Regions from separate parts of the Gossypium raimondii genome. Here region 1 is linked to region 2. The links are chromatin contacts, called in public Hi-C maps. All regions are on one chromosome and are shown on one strand. The core of a region is the stretch at or near the end of the contact, and the rest is flanking DNA. Distances in the headings are between cores, read along the strand shown. Region 1 holds the start of LOC105787985 (origin of replication complex subunit 3). Region 2 holds the start of LOC105787984 (growth-regulating factor 4).

Region 1 (2,715 bases), core at 212-2,711, 150 kb before region 2:
AGGACTTTCAGGTTGAAAAAGAATGAGAGGATGTGCTATAATACCTTAACATAAGGATGAAATCAGACAAGACAGACCCACAACAACGCTCGATGTCATCAATAATCACAACCACTGGATTATTGCAGTTTTCTTCTCTGTACCATGATGCTAAGATTGATATGTCAGCTGGCTGCTCAAACAAAAAGGGAAATAAGGAACAAGCTCAAGTTACAAACTGCAAGTAAATTATCGTTCAACAGTCAAAGAGAGCTGTTACCAGTACTTACATCCAAAGAAGACATTAAAAACTGTCTTAATAAACTTCTTAGGCAACCACCAACCCCATTTTTGGCAGTAAAGTCAAGTGAGGAAAGGTTAGCAACATGGCATCCTTGATATTTCAAGTGTTTCCCAAGTTCTTCAAAAGTCAGTAGATCATCAACAAACTCCATATTCTCTGTCAACCATCATACACCATAAAGAATAGCTTTTGTAAACGATATATTTATAGCATGCATCATGCACCCAACGAGATAGACCAAAGAATTTCAGTTAAACAAGGTAAGGGCAACAACTCCAACCAAACATTAAACTAAAGTAGGAAGCATAAAACTTACTGGTAAGAACAAGCCCAGTAAATAGCCTTTTAGAATTAGCATCAGTTATAATAGGGAATGATTGAGTAGCTTCAGGAAACTCGGGAGTCCCAAGTGATCTGATTGTGTCAAAAGATTGATGCACCCAAGTTTGTATCTCGCTAAACACGTTCATATTAATATCTCTCAAAACATCCTGCAAAGCTATACAATTTTTAAAAGGGAAAAGTAAAAGCGTAAGGAATAAATAAACTAGGATTTTTACCTACTTTAATGGTTGATTCAATTTTTGACCAAACAAATTCAAAGGCTTCCATTCTCAAGTTCATGTTTTCATCTTCCTTTTCGTCTTCGATATTCGCAGAATTCTTTGGTGATGCTGAAGACAAATCGGTTCTCCTTGTTCTTCCAGTTCCTGATGATTTTCTATCTGATTTCCGAGATGATCCTTTTTGAAGAACAACAAACGGCTGCCATGTTTTTTTGGGGAAATATAATGAATAAAAATCTATTCAAAACCTCAACATCTTCAAAGTTAACTAAATAAGTACTTTAACCATGAACCATATGACATGCATTTTTTTAAAATAAATTTACAACGAAGAATTTTTCTGAGAACCAAGCAGAAAAACGTATAAAGTGTGATTAATTTTTTTTGGAAATGAAACAAAAACATTTTTTTATTTAAAAAAAAAACAATCACAGGGAAAGGAACCTGGAGATTATTTTCGGTGAAGGCTTCGTCAATGGTTGAAGGAGGCGAATCGTCATTTAACGAAGGAGCCATTGATTTTGATTTCGATCGTTTTGATAGATTTTAGAGGAATTTTTATGCCGTTTTTAGGGTTTATGGGTATTTTTTGTGAGCCAGTTTCTACATTCCAGTTTCCAGTCCAGGGGTTCTTTCCTTTCAGTTTTGGCGGGAAACGCCTCAGGGGTATAAATGTCAAACAAAAATATTTCTCTTGATTTTGAGTGGGCTGAGCCGTATTTCTAGATCTTAGTCAGTCTCTTCAATATCCAAATTCAAACGGGCCATCCACTTCTTTTTGTATTATCATTTTCATTCTTGCAAGGCCCACATAAAACAAATTAAATTATGAATTTGTAAAAAGAATTATTTTATAAAAATTACAAATATATCTATAAAAAATTAAAATATTAACTAAAGGTGTGTTTGATAAACTAAAATTTAAGTACTGAAAAATTAAGTACTGAATTTTTATTGCTAAATTTTATAAGTGTTGAATTTATATTAGAAAATTGTTTGATAAATTACTAAATATAATTATTGAATATAATTATGTTGTTTAGTAAAAGGAAGGATTGATTTTAAAAGATTATTCATTTTTTAAATTTAATCTTATTAATATAATATTTTATTTTATTTTATTTTGGAGAGTTTTGGATAAAAGATACATATGGTAATTTGAATATCTCATTTTAAAAAAAAGATAATTTATTTTAATTTTTAATAAAATAAAATCAACTTAATATTTTCTCCATTAAGTGATAAGTAGCAACCTACCTACTTATCTTATTGCTCACTTTTTTTTATTGAAAATTTTATATTAAGTAAAAAATTAAAATGATTATCAAACACATTCAAAATATTAAATGTTGAAAATTTTTATTTTTAGTGAAACTTTACTTCCATCCATCCTCAAATCCTCGAGACTCGTTTGGCATCAAAGCCAAGGAGGAACATATAACTATAAGTTTTGGAGATCTTCAAATTTGTTTTCAATATTTTCGAGTTCTAGTTTAACTATCTTTATTAAAATATTATTATTTTTGTTAAGTATTGATACACAATCCAAGTAGCCATGAGTTAGGCACGTTTAGGAAAATGTATCCTTGTAGGCAATTTTAGTAATTTAGAAATTTTGATAGTAGAACCCTTATAAGAAATTCAAAAACAAAAAGATATTTCCTTCCCTTAGGAGAACCAATTCTTCTACAAGTTTTACTGTAACACCCCAAAATTGGGCTTAGGAGTTTTAGGGTTATATTCGAATATTAGTTTTAGTGTTCTCGAGAATTTTGTAAGCATGGTAATCGAAAATATTTTTGACTATAGCTTTTAGAAAATTAAATCAGATTTTGAAAAAGATGTTAAAAGGACCTTTACTTTGGA
Region 2 (2,721 bases), core at 165-2,664:
ATCACCTTAGAAGAATCTTTTGAGATAAACTACTATAAAAGTAACAGAAATTTAAAGACAATCCATGACGAAAGGTAATATCACCAGAAGAAACCAACTTAACACACAAAAACAATAAAGAAAGGAAAGCAACTGAAACATAGAACCAAGTGTTTTTTTTTTTTTTCTTTTAAAACTTGTATGTAAGAAAATTGAGGACAAAAGCGAAAACGACTAATCTTTGTCCTAGAAATGTGATTTTAATGAGCAAGTAAAGAGATTATCCCCAAAACCCAACAGCTCTTCAAAGTCCATTAATTTAAGGAATGTTTCCCAACCTATCCCACTGGAAGTAAAAAGCATCATTGAAAAATTAAATATCCACTCAACCAACCATATCAAAATCTTTTATCTTAAAACCCATTAAAAAGGGGGAAACCATCTCTTGCAAATGAGCACTCTTTTTATTTATTTATTTTTTAGTCGTAAAAAAAAGTATGAAGCAATTTCAACCCCAATTTTATTAAAAATCTGGTTATGGTTCAAATCAGAAAAAAAAAAATTGATTATGGTTTTCAAAATAAAGAGATCAATATAGAAAAAAAAAAGATCCGTTTTTTTTACAAGAAAACACCAGCATACTGAACAAGATTCCTCAAATCAAAACAAACACACCCAGAGGACAAAAAAAAATTCACAACATCAAAGGTTTAGAAAAGAATAATAAAAAAAAGGGGAGATAAAAGAGAAGGGGAGATAAAAAATAAAAATAAAAGATGAAAGAAAATCATGTTGGGCTTACTGGTTGGGTGGTGAAAGAACCTATGAGAAATGGACTCAAAGCTCTTCTGAATAGGGAGCACAAGATCAGGTGGCACAGGCAAACCTGCCATCATATACTTAAAGATCAAAGCTTGATGTTCCAGTTCTTGCCATTGTGACACTGTAAATGGTGATGTCCTTATTGCCATCATCCCCCCACCACCACTCCCAGCCCCTCCTCCCCCAACGCCACCACCGCCACCTCCACCGCCACTATTCATCTCCAACGCTACCCAAGAAACTTGTATTTATAAATATATCAATAGTAAGAGAAAAAAAGAACTCGCTATGCTCACTTTTTCCTTCTTTATTCCTAGAAGGTAACCCACTTGTTGTAACTTCAAAAGCCTTTTAAACCCACAAACTGTAACATGTTTTTAGGACTAGGAAGTAGAAAAACTTGGGGACATAGATCAACAAGAACCTCTATCTTCCAACATATTTCTTGTTCCTTCTATTACTATGTCACAAAGTCTCTATCTAACATATATATCTGATTTGCTTTGCTTTGTTATGTGTTAAGGAGAAAAGGGAAGGGAGTGCCTGGGAAGGAATCCCCAAAGCCCAAGTTTAGTCCCATCTTTTTTTCGTTTTTTCTTTTTTCTTTTTTTTTTTGAATATAAGTTTAGTCCCATCTTTAATGGGGAAGACAAAAGCCCTTTTTCTCGTAACAATGATGTTAGGGTTAATTATGGCTTAATTGAGTCAATGGTTAGACTAATAAATACTTGAATTTAATTAGCTAAGTGTGGGTTAATTAGTTTAATTTGATTGGATAAATTAATGGTAATAAAGGGGGAGAGTTCCTAAAAAAGGACAAGGGGTGTCTGAACCATAGATGTTGTTTGTTGTTGTTGGGAAGAGGTTGTGTTGTCTTAAGATGAAGTGATGTGTGAGACAGCTTTCGGTAACCAGTCAAATGTGGATAAAGAGAAAGAACCATTTAACATTGCAAAATTATTATTTGATAAATTAACTGTCACATTTTTGTAGATCATTTTTAAATATCTAAGAAAACTATTATTTAGTAACAAATAATATATAATTTAAGATATATTTGATTTTTAAGTTTTACTTGTAAAATTAAAAATATATGTACAGATAAAATAAAAATAAGTGTTAACTTATTTAGGTGCATATGAAATCTAAAAAATTTACACGCTATATAAAAATTAGTTTTTATTTATACATGTATAGATATATATATATATATATATATATATATTTCTTTTACTCTTCAGGAGTAGTTTTTTTTGTTTTTGTTTTTTTAGCTTTATAATTCTGTAAAACCTTAATAAAACACCGAGATCTTTCTAGCGTCCGGACGTGGGTTTTTAATAGGATAGGACCCACTATAGTTTTAAATGTGTAAAAAGTAAACCGGTGTTAATATATTTTATAAGATTAATTTCATCATTCAACTTTAAAAATAATAAAATTATCAATAAATTATTATATAATTTTATTTAAATTATTATACTATTAAAATTGATATTGTATGGTCTTTTCTATTCACATTATTTACACCAATTGAAAGTTCTCATTTCCCTTCTTTTCTATAGTTTATTTTTTTCATGAAACAATTTTCAACGTCGTGATTCTACAAACTAAGATCCATAAATTTATCTTCTTTTATTTTCGAAATTGACATCGAATCAACTTAGATTTAAAATATGTTTTTCTACTTATCAATGAATATTGATCCACCTTACCAATCATCGAATTGTCAATTAGAGCTCACTAGCCAAACTTTTTAATAGTTTAGAGACTTTAAAAAAAATTAACAACCTAAAGACTTAAATAAAAACTTTTGAATAGTTCAGTAAATTAAATAAAAATTCTAAATATCCAATGATCTTTTTGTAACTTACTGAAGTTAAGTGACCAAAACATCAACTTATTAATAGTTTACTGACATTG

The links. Hi-C and Micro-C count contacts between places; a contact is called where the count stands out from the background.
Region 1: a Hi-C map of leaf shows a contact between it and region 2, with 3 times the contacts expected there. The contact joins the promoter of LOC105787985 here to the promoter of LOC105787984 in region 2. A contact is called at or near these places in 2 of 2 Hi-C or Micro-C datasets (both in leaf).

Annotation. Positions count from the first base shown.
Region 1 is chr2:9,723,354-9,726,068 of ASM2569854v1, reverse strand. LOC105787985 (origin of replication complex subunit 3) reads right to left here and starts at 1,461. Exons shown (of 18, transcript XM_052625715.1): 1 at 1,294-1,461; 2 at 848-1,048; 3 at 600-774; 4 at 270-439; 5 at 45-172. The coding sequence starts at 1,365.
Region 2 is chr2:9,572,262-9,574,982 of ASM2569854v1, reverse strand. LOC105787984 (growth-regulating factor 4) reads right to left here and starts at 1,414. Exons shown (of 3, transcript XM_052625708.1): 1 at 782-1,414. The coding sequence starts at 1,022.